3 separate regions of the Sus scrofa genome follow, and regions 1 and 2 are each linked to region 3. The links are chromatin contacts, called in public HiChIP or PLAC-seq maps. All regions are on one chromosome and are shown on one strand. Each heading gives the region's core, a stretch centred on a gene start, on an enhancer-like site or on the middle of the called end of the contact. The rest is flanking DNA. Distances are from core to core; before and after follow the strand shown.

Region 1 (3,587 bases), core at 316-2,815, 460 kb before region 3:
AAAATGGAATGGCCATTTTGATAGGTTTTATCACAAGTAAAACTACATTCACAGTTTGCTGGAGGGTAGGGGAAAGACTTATAGATGAAACAGAGGCAATTCTTCTTCTTTTTTTTTTTTTTGCTTTCTAGGGCCATATCTGTGGCACATGGCGGTTCCCAGGCTAGGGGTTGAATTGGAGCTACAGCTGCCGGCCTACGCCACAGCCACAGCAACTCAGGATCCAAGCCGCATCTGTAACCTACACCACAGCTCATGGTAACACCAGATCCTTAACCACTGAATGAGACCAGGGATTGAACCCACAACCTCATGGTTCCTAGTTGGTTTCGTTTCCGCTGCACCACAACGGCAACTCCAAAACAGATACAATTTTTAAGTCCAGGAAAAAGGTGTACTATAAAGAAAATAGTGGCTTAGCTATGAACATTATTTACATGATTATACTAATGAAAATGACAAATAACAAAAACCATAGCCAAAAACTATGATATACTGGAAAGACAAAGGGAGGAGAAAAGCAGATGTAAGACCCAGATTCTCATCTATCATGCTAGGAAATCAAAAAATAATATGTAAAACTGACTGATTAGAATACTGACTTAGAATTTTTTTTTCTTTTTAGAGCCACACCTGTGGCATATGTAAATTCTCAGGCTAGAGGTTGAATCAGAGCTGCACCTGCTGACCAACACCACAGCTATAGCAGTGCAGGATCCGAGCCTCATCTTCGACCTACACCAAGGCTCGCGGCAGTGCTGGATCCTTAACCCACTGAGAGGCCAGCGACTAAACCCATATCCTCATGGTTATTAGTCGGGTTTGTAACCCACTGAGCCACAAGGAGAACTCCTTAGAATTTTTTCAAAAAGGTCAAAAATAGAAAAGTAGAGAGTTTTTTTTAACTTTTTTTTTTTTTTTTAGCACTATGATTTTTAACACAATAATGTTTTAGAACCTTACTGGTTTAAGATAACCTTAGATAACCTTATAAATTAGAACAGCTGAAACCAACAAATATACATGCTATCTAAAAAGTGCCTACTACTTACCCACTTTCAGCTAAGGCCTCTCTTGTTTTTATTGGCAAGGTGCTTGTTTCTAGCAAGTGCTTCAGGGAAGTAACTTCTTCTTCAGTATCAGGGACAAATATGGAAGGAAAACATGCTTCAAAAATTCGCTCCAGGCGGTTTAGTAAAGCTGTCTGCATCAAAACACAAAGTTTATTTTCACTTTTGTAATTTAAATAATGTCATAACTTTGTCATTAACACATACACACACACAAACCCCCAGATACCCACTCCTTGTCCACTACTATGGGGCAGAGGAGCTACCAGTCAGATATAAAAAACACTAAGTGAAAGAAGCATAACCACTCATAGAACAGCTTTAAGTAATTGTGGTAATACAGTGGTGACAAATAAATGCCAAACAGAGTTCCTGTTGTGGAACGAATCCAACTAGTAACCATGAGGTTGCAGCTTTGACCCCTAGCCTCCCTCAGCGGGTTGGGGATCTGGAGCTGTCGTGAGCTGTGATGTAGGTTGCAGATGTGGCAACCTAGTAACCATGAGGTTGCAGCTTTGACCCCTAGCCTCCCTCAGCGGGTTGGGGATCTGGAGCTGTAGTGAGCTGTGATGTAGGTTGCAGATGTGGCTCATCCTGCGTTGCTGTGGTTGTGGTGGAGGGCTGGCAGCTATAGTTCCAATTCAACCCCCAGCCTAGGAACCTCCATATGCCACGGGTGTGGCCCTAAAAAGCCAAAAAAAAAAAAAAAGAAAAAAAAAAGTCAAGCACTATGCTTGGCACTTTATAAACATTATCTTACTTAATCCACCAAAAATTCTACAAAGAAGAAATTACTATCCCATTGTACAATCTCAAAGTTTAAATAATCTGCCCAAATAATCTGTTTTGCCCAAAGCAAAAAAAAAAAAACAAAACAAAACAAAACAAAAAAACAAACCAAAAACCAAAAACCAAAAAAAGAAAAAAGCAAAATAAACTAGACAGTATTCATATTCTTTTTGCCACACTGGGATGTTTCTTACTACCACTCACATACTATATATTTAGAACAATAAGACTGGATGCTTACAAAATGTATTATGCTATTATAGTTGAACAGAATCTGGACAAAAACATTTGAATTTTGAAAGACTTTTAGAAATATCTCTGCTGGAGTTCCCGTCGTGGTGCAGTGGTTAACAAATCCGACTAGGAACCATGAGGTTGCGGGTTCGGTCCCTGCCCTTGCTCAGTGGGTTAAGGATCCAGTATTGCCTGTGAGCTGTGGTGTAGGTTGCAGATGCGGCTCGGATCCCGCGTTGCTGTGGCTCTGGCGTAGGCTGGCGGCTACAGCTCCGATTAGACCCCTAGCCTGGAAACCTCCATATGCCACAGAAGCAGCCCAAAGAAATAGCAAAAAGACAAAAAAAAAAAAAAAATCTCTGCTGCTAACAGAACAACTAAAGTAGGAAAGAATGCCTCAGTTTTTACTACGAAATTCAATACCTCATTTATCATTTTGATGATCTGCTATCTTTTAGAAATATCATTTTTATACTGTTCTATGGCATGTATATATGTACTTCTGAATAGCACACTGCTGTACCTTCAAGCAAAGTCTGCATATTCCCTAGAATATTTTCATTGAGAACACTGGCATTTTGGAGTATTCTTATTAATTAAAACTTGATGGATTTAGATTAACTTACATTTTCAGGGTATCACTAGATTTAGTCTACAAGTGCAACCTACAATAGCATTTATTCCCACTTTTCTAACTTTATTTCAGATACATGTAAAATATTTTCAATTTACTACTTTAAATATCAATTAGGAATACAAACTATGAAGTTAAAGCTTGTGGAAGGATTAAGTATACTACAGAAGTGACACCTAGTGTAAAAGAAAATGCCAAATCATGATGGTACTTTCTGCCAAGTGACAAAAAAAGTTAATGCTTGATTTGTTGTTTAGTATTGTCAGCAAAAAGAACAATGGAAAACAAAAGGAAACATTTCCACATACATATTTTCCCAAACAAAATCTCTTTTGGAAGCAGTATCAGCAAAAAACTTAACACTCCGTAATTAGTCTCAGGGTACTCTTCTGCTATCGCTACAAAAGTTACTCTAACACCTTCATTATATTCACATGTGCGATATGGGAAAAGGTTCTCAGTATCAATTATGAAACCTACAGTAAAGAGTAGACTCAAGATCCCAAGGCTTGTGAAACTTGAGTGCATCAAGGGGACCCAGTGTTACTTGTTTCAACAGAGGGAATGGACAGACATTACTTTTAAAGGGATCAGATAACCATCTAATTGGAAACATGATAAGCACTGGCTCCTCCTGGGCAGGGAAGGTAAACAAAACTCACATATGATCACACTGTATTTCTCTGTAAATTAAAACAGAATTTTTCTTGTATCCTCTTTGTTATATTTTTAATGAACCAGAAAAACATTTATCAAAGGAAGAAAGAAAGGACCTCAAAACATACTCAATCATTTGGATCAATCATTACATATAACTACTAGGTTTTAAGTATACCAGTGAGCAAATTCTCAAGTTAGTG
Region 2 (3,829 bases), core at 766-3,265, 370 kb after region 3:
TCTCCATTTCTTTGGGGTCAGTTGCTGAATGTTTACTATGTTCCTTTGGTAGTGTTATGATTCCTTGATTCTTTTTGATCCATATAATCTTTTGTAGGTGTCTGCACATTTGAAGAAGCAGTCATTTCTTCCACTCTTTATGGGCTGACCAGTTAGGAAAAAACCTTCAACTGAGAGTGGGGGAACACTGGAGCATGGTGTAATGTGGTACAGAGTACAAGTGTGGGTATATATGTGACTCCAGTTCTGAGGAAGCATCATGGCTCTTTGGCTTAAGCTGCTGAAGATCACAGCATCAACATCTGTGTGGCCCTTGGCTAGTACTGTATAGGGGTCTGTAGCTGTTGGGGCTGTTGGGTTCCTCAGTAGCACCTCTAGGTCCAGATGCTAGGGATCAGGGTAGGCAGCAGTGGTACCTAGAGCTGGTGGTGTGCACACACTCACCTGTAGGAGCCAGCTGTAGGTGCCTATATGCTGGCAGGGGCCTAAAGCAGATACACACATGGTAGCAGGGCAGGGGCTGGGGCTCAGCAATCAGAAAGGGCCAGGACCAACTGTGAGTAAAGCTGGCAGCTCCCAGCTATTCATATACACTACTGTGTTTGCTGGGTCTTACCACAGGAACAGTGGAGGTCAATGTTGGGAGTCAGGTTGGGGTTTGCAGGTACACAGCTAAGAGGACCTAGCTGCAGATGAATCTCATGGTGCAGGCCAGTGACAGGAAACAGGGTGAGCATACACTTCTGGGACTGCAGGATCTTACCACAGGTGTGCACACATCAGCGGAGGCTGATGACGGGTGTTAGGCTGGCAGCATACAGATACACAACTAGAGGGGCTAGCCCTGAGTATGCACAACACTGATTGATAGGGCAAAGCTATGAGAGTCTAGGGTGGTTCTTGCACTCATGTAGCTGCAGAGGCCTGGACTGGCTGCCTGTGCAGGTCTTAGGCTTCAGCAGGGTTATGGGGAGGAAGTTGGAGAAGCCCCAAGTTCAGTGAGTTCAGCCCAGATTCTAAGAAATTCCCTGCCTGGGTGGTAGATGAATCAGGCTGAGGGAGGTGTAGGCAGATGGGCTAGGTGGGTCTTGGCAGAATCTCTTCCTTCAGGGTGTTTCCAGAAGACATGGAAAGTTCCTGAGCTCCCAGTGAGCTGAAGAAGTGATGAGAAAGCCAGAGGAGAAAATAAATTTGGAATGGGGTTCAAAAGACCAAGGCAGGTGAAGAACACTCTCATGTTGACAAAGGCTTGCACAAGAACAAGGTGCCCCCCCCTCAGGCCAAGGCCTCCTGATACACTCAGGATAAGTTAGATCTCACACACACCCTGGCAAGGATTGGGATAGGCCCAGATCTCAGAGTTCATTGAATGTTTATTACATTTTAGACCAAACTGAGTTAAAACCAAGAGGCATGATTGAGCGTTTTCTATGGTCAAGGGAAATGAGAATCCAAGAGCTAAACTGAATTTAGTTATAGTACTTTGTCCTATAAATTTTAAACCTCTGTAATATTCTTTATGGTATATTTTCATCATGTAAGGAATGGCCGCCCCATAGCTTTTCTTTTTCAGAAATTATTTGACTGCTGACTTTTCACTCTATCTGATAAACTCTGAATCACTTTGTCAAATTTCCCAAAAGCTTCTGGGAAGTTTCAGTTCTATATATAAACTTTATAGTAATCTGGGAAAAAAATAAAACAAAAAAATTTTAGCCTGGTATGATTGCCATCAAAGAGAAAGAAAAAATATAAAGTCAGTCACATTATTCCTTTTATCTATGAAGAGAAAACATTTTTTCTCAGTTGCTGGATTCAGACCAGCAATGGAATCCTGGGACTTTGATGTGGGTTTGGTTTCTGGAAACTGGTGCTGGAATTAGGAATAGGGCAGGGGTGGCCTGAGGCTTTGGGACATGAAACAAATAGAGAAGCAAGAATAGTATTCAGGGGAAAAGTCAGACCTGGGAACCCATTGAGACTCAGGCTTACATCCAACAGGAACTATGTAGAAAACGGAACTGTGTAGAAAATTAGAAAGTGGAACAAGATGAATTCATGAGGACAATGAGGAGGAGGTTTGGTAAGCTCACCTCAAATGGGAAAGAAGCTGAGTCCCAGGCCCTTGTGGAGCTCCTATAAGAGGTACAGATATGTGGTGGAAAGTGCTCCCTCATCCTCACAGCACATTCAGTATTGAGCAATGGGTTTGGATAGGCTACAGTGAAGGAGTAAGGATCGTGGAGACATATTCTTCTGATGTCCTGTTATGAGAGCCTTTTGTCGAGAGCATCGCTGACCAGCAGCCTCCAGCAGCTCCCATTCAGTGACTGGGCACCGTGGGGGTGCCCAGGTCAGGCCCTGCTTACCCAGTGGGGGATTCCTTTGATGGACAACTTTGACTCTGGAACTCCCCATCAACCTGGCCAAAACATGCTCAGAACTGCCCTGTATTTGAGGGTCTTTCTGCCCAAACTTCCTTCCTTCCCTCTTTCCTTTCATGTATGTCAGGCCTATATTGTGTTGTGATGGCACTTCCTACCTTCTCCTGTTCCCTCCCACTCTATCCTTCACAGGCATTTCCCCAATAAATCTCTTGCACAGCTAATCCCATCTTGATCTCTGCTTAAAAACTTAGTATGGAACAACTGTCCAAGTGGATGTGATTCCTTAACATCTCTTCTCCATATTACCCTCCTGCCTGAACACACACATCCAAATACACATAGTCATACCTCAGTATCAGGGGTTCATCCCAGGACCCTCCACAATATAAAAATCCACGGATGCTCGGGTCCCTTATATAAGGTGGTGTAGCATTTACATATAACCCTGTGCATCCTTCCATGAACTTTAAATCTTTAAATCTCTAGATGATCTAAAATATCTGATATAATGTAAATGCCATGTAAATGGTTGTAAATGCAATATAAATACTATGTAAATAGTTGCCAGTACATAGTAAATTCAAGTTTTGCTTTTTGGAACTTTTTCAAATATTTTTGATCCAGGGTTGGTTGAATGTACAGATGCAGAACCCCCGGATACAGAAAGCCAACTGTATACATTTATCATACATTTATGTCCCAGGTGCTGTGCTAATTAATTCACATTCATTATCTTCATTCCTGCAGTTACCATATGAGGTAAATGCCATTATTAGTGATGTTTTAAATGAGAAAATAACTGTATACATTTATCATGCATTTATGTGCCAGGTACTGTGCTAATTAATTCACATTCATTATCTTCATTCCTGCAGTTACCATATGAGATAAATGCCATTACTGGTGATGTTATAAGATGAGAAAAATTGAAAAGACAAAGGCCAAACAACTCATGTAGTATGATACAACTGGACAGACATACCAGGTCAGATCTGACTCCATATGTGATGCTCGCACGCTTGTGCTCAGTGGCCTCTGGTGGCAACTGCAGGACCTATCAAGGGCACCAGTGAGAGATCTTAAAAGTTCTCATCACAAGAAAAAAAATAGTAACTGTTTGGCGACGGATGTTGACTAGACTATTGTCGTCATCACTTCACAATATATACATATCCTGAATCATTAAGTTGTATGCCTGAGACTAATATAATGTTTTATGTCAACAATACCTCAATTTAAAAAAAAAGAAAAAAAGATCACCAGGACATGTGTCTAACAGCTGAAAGACTCTCTCTAGTTCCTCCTGCCTTCCTTATGCTGTGATCTGCTCACCTGTTTCCATCCATTGCCTTCTGCCTGGCCTATTTGGATGGACCCTTAGCTGAAGTACCTGTGTACTTTTGATCTTGATTTGGTTCTATTCCTGGCTTCCTTGGTCTTTA
Region 3 (3,797 bases), core at 1,252-3,751:
AAAAACCTATGAAATTTTCATGCAATGAAATCCTATTTTAAACCAAAGGATTGAGAAGAGTAAGAAGACAAGAGAGGTCACTCTGATCTTTCCCTACTCACCCCTCTTCCCATCCTTCTCCTCTGAAACAGGTCGTAAAGCTCTCATGTGAGAGGTGCCCTCCCTCTACCTGGAGGAAAGTGCCATCCTTATTTCCAAAGACAAAAGGTCACCGAGAAGAATCCTAAGAGGCTTGTAAGTCCCACCCCCCCCACACACAACAACCCTGGTTTACGACATCACCTCACACTCCTTAGCCTGTGCTCTCCCTCCCTGACTGCCCCTCCTCATGGATGCTAGCGGAGGGTACTCAGGTCTGTTTCTCCAGATCTTCACTTCCTTATGGGGGCTCCCATGTCATGTAAAATGTATGTTAAATACATCTGTGTGCTTTTCTCCTATAAATCTGTCTCTGCCAATTTAATTGTCACACCCAGCCAGGGACCTCCAGAGAGTCAAGGAAAACTTTTTCCTCCTGTACAGTAGTAATCTGGAAAAGACAAAAAAGGGGATTTGTGGAGTATTGGTAATATTCTATTCCTTACTTTCCTTTCCTTTCCTTCCCCCCCCCCACCTTTTTTTTTGACTTTAAAGCCTGAAACTGTGGCATGTGGAAGTTCCCAGGCTAGGCGTCAAGTTGGAGCTAAAGCTGCCAGCCTGTACCACAGCCACAGCCACAGCCACGCCAGATCCAAGCCATATCTGAGACCTACACCGTGACTCATGGGCAACACCAGATCCTTAACCCACTGAGCAAGCCCAGGGATCAAACCAGCATTCTCACGGCCACTAGTTGGGTTCTCCGCTGAGCCACAATGGGAATTCCTGGTAATGTTCTATTTCTTGACATGAGATGTAGTTACATGAATGTTTTCAATTTGTGAAAATTAACTGAGCCATAAGTTTTAATGTATATATGTTATACATTAAATATCCTTACTTGTTAGAGAAACATATTAATGTTTTCATTGGTGAAATAATGAAGTAACTAAGATTTTATCTTAGAAGACTTCAGGAAAATAATGAGGCATGGGATAAATGAAATAAAAATATAAGATGTTAGTTTTTAAGCTGTGCAACAGACAGCAGAAAGTTCATTATTCTGTTCCACTTTTGAGTATTTCAATTGTTTTATAATAAAAAAGTTAAAATGAGTAAAATTTCAATCTTAGGATAGGGAAATTTGTAAAACCCAAAAGTTGTAAATGAAAAAAAAAATGATGCCTTCAACATCCATTCCAGCCCCCTTCTTCCCTGCCTCCTATTGTAAAGGCTGTAAAGTAAATGCTGGCTTTGTGAGCCCCCAGGCAATGAGCCTGTCTATGTGACCTAATGCTGGTTTACTGAGGCGTAGGCAGAAATCAAACATTTTTAGCTACATACACAAGCAATACAAATACAAATTAAAATGAGACATCATCTATTTTTCACCTATTAGATTGGTAAAGATCAAAAAGGTTGACACCAAGTGTCAACAGTTCAAGGACAAAGTTGTTCTTCTACTCTATTGGTTCATATAAAATCTTTTGGAAGGGAAATCTGGAAGTATCTATCAAGATCTTCCTGAAAGCAAAAGCAACAATTGAGTGGTAAGAGGGGATAGGAAGGACACGAGTAGAAGAATCTATGTAGAGTCAAATTGTTTAATTAGATGACTGACTAAATGTAGAAGAAAGGGTACAAAATTACTGGGACATTAATAGAAATAGGAAAGTTAGGAATAGGCACTTGTTTGGGCACTTAAATAATAAATAATCCTATTTGAAATATGTTAGCTTTTCTGTTACTTCACAATGAAGGCAATTTTTGCAGTTGCTCTAAATCTAAAGCCTAGAATGTTAAGACATATACTCATATAGAAGATGAATAATTTCATCAAGCAGCAATCCAGAAATTTAACAGGAAACAAACTGAGAGAATGCTATTTAGCCTCAGCCATAAGCAGGACTCCTTAAAGAAAATGTATTTCAAATAATGGTTAGAAACTCCCCTCTGCCCCATCCAACTGGCAAATATTTGATAAAAATAACCTAGATTAGTGGAGAGGTAAGGAAGTTGATAATTGTCATATATGCTGGTGGCAGTAAAAGTGATAGCAACCTCTGGGAGACAACTTGATAGCATATAGCAAAAACCTTAAAAAGTAAGCCTTTAGGCCATCAACTCCAATTCTATCTGAAAAGCTTATGCAAATATTTTAAATGTAGTTTTTGTGTTTTTTTTCATCAATGTAATATAGGCACATGGTTCTTAAAAAATAAATTATTCTAAAAGACTTATGTGGGGATGCAGTTGGACCTCTGCTCCATCTCTTACCCATACTGCTCTTAAAGACTGCCACTTTCAATCTCTAGCTGTTTTATCTGTTATTTACCTCTTTGTGTTGAAGTACTTTGCTCATTCAGCTCTTTCTTGATCTAGTTTAAGACATCCTGTTATGGTGGTTGAGGATTAAGCTCTGTTACTCAACTTCTGCCCTCACTTCCCTTCCACAACTCCTCCCACTAATTTTATCATAATCTTTGAATGTCACATGGCAAGGTTTTTGGCAAAAATGCCACAAGGCAAAAATGTTCTGATTAATTCAGTAGTTAGAATTTACACAATTATGATTAGAGATAAAGACTTTTTTTCAAGCTTCATATGGCTAGCAATATTTTTTTCCAAATCTCCAAACACAAAACCATCAATCTATCAGTTCCATTTTTTTCCTCAAAACAAAACAAAACCCCTGTCCTCTTCATCTAATCAGGCTAAATACCCAGACTTTGAGGCATAATTGTTCTTCTAGGACTTCTTTCACCATCCTCTGAGTCAGCTCCCTGTTTCCTGGACTCCTTGTCATCTTTCTTGGTTGACTCTCTTAAATTGCTGAAATAGTAATTTCCTTCTAATAGCAATTTCCTTCTGAAATAGTAATTTCCCAAAGCAAATTTTTGAGATCATGAATCTCTGAAAATGTCTTTATTCTACTCTCACACTGTATTAGTGGTTACATAAAAAAATCTTAGCTAAACATAATTTCACTACAGAATGTTGAAGATAATATTCAGTTGACTTCTAGAATTGAGTAATACTAAGATGCCTAAAGTTATTGTTTCTTCTTCCTTTTGCTGCAATCATTTTTCCCCTTTTTAGAAGCCCTTATAAATTTTATTCTCAGTGCTCTACTATTTCATCATGTCATTCTTACAGGCCTTTTTTCATTTGTTAGGCTGGATGGCTGGACTATGTCAACCTGGAGACTCACCTTCTTCACATCAGATAAAGCTTTTTGGATTTTGTTTATAATTTTTTCTTCTTCATATTTGTTCTGTCCTCTCTGGAATTCTAACTAGCTGAACAATGGAATTTCTGCTTGATTTTTTTTAAGTCTCTTACATTTTTATCCTACTTTTCATCTCCTTGTCTTCTTTGTCTTCAATATTCCCTCCTGATCTGCTTTGGGGCTTTATTTCTGTGATAATATTTTTAATTTTCAAATATCTTTTTTTTTTTTCCTGTATCCATATTATCTTTGTTTCCTCCAAGTTCCTTTTGTGTTTGTTTCTTTTTTTTTTTTTTTTTTCTGTCTTTTTTGACATTTCTTGGGCTGCTCCCGTGGCATATGGAGGTTCCCAGGCTAGGGGTCTAATCGGAGCTGAGCTGCCAGCCTACGCCAGGGCCACAGCAACGCGGGATCCGAGCCGCGTCTGCAACCTACACCACAGCTCACGGCAACGCCGGATCGTTAACCCACTGAGGAAGGGCAGGGATCG

Evidence for each region. HiChIP or PLAC-seq counts read pairs in DNA pulled down with a chosen protein or histone mark.
Region 1: a contact with region 3 is called in an H3K27ac HiChIP or PLAC-seq map of alveolar macrophages. The contact joins two enhancer-like sites. A contact is called at or near these places in 1 of 47 Hi-C or Micro-C datasets (embryonic fibroblasts) and 1 of 2 datasets of contacts at active chromatin or transcription factors (alveolar macrophages).
Region 2: an H3K27ac HiChIP or PLAC-seq map of alveolar macrophages shows a contact between it and region 3. The contact joins two enhancer-like sites. A contact is called at or near these places in 5 of 47 Hi-C or Micro-C datasets (alveolar macrophages, fetal heart ventricle, heart right ventricle and 2 more) and 2 of 2 datasets of contacts at active chromatin or transcription factors (alveolar macrophages and skeletal muscle).

What each region holds. Positions count from the first base shown.
Region 1 is chr3:77,377,201-77,380,787 of Sscrofa11.1, forward strand. It overlaps AFTPH (aftiphilin), which reads right to left. Exons shown (of 10, transcript XM_021087452.1): 3 at 1,053-1,204. Among named protein-coding and RNA genes, the nearest start is that of AFTPH, 44 kb to the right of the region's middle. Within about 2 kb of position 1,566, at least 1 of the 83 cell types and tissues checked has an H3K27ac peak or open chromatin away from gene starts, as enhancers often do. A contact at or near this core is called in alveolar macrophages, where this site is marked.
Region 2 is chr3:78,201,151-78,204,979 of Sscrofa11.1, forward strand. No RefSeq gene overlaps it. Among named protein-coding and RNA genes, the nearest start is that of MDH1, 60 kb to the right of the region's middle. Within about 2 kb of position 2,016, at least 1 of the 83 cell types and tissues checked has an H3K27ac peak or open chromatin away from gene starts, as enhancers often do. A contact at or near this core is called in alveolar macrophages, where this site is marked.
Region 3 is chr3:77,833,425-77,837,221 of Sscrofa11.1, forward strand. No RefSeq gene overlaps it. Among named protein-coding and RNA genes, the nearest start is that of VPS54, 21 kb to the right of the region's middle. Within about 2 kb of position 2,502, at least 5 of the 83 cell types and tissues checked have an H3K27ac peak or open chromatin away from gene starts, as enhancers often do. A contact at or near this core is called in alveolar macrophages, where this site is marked.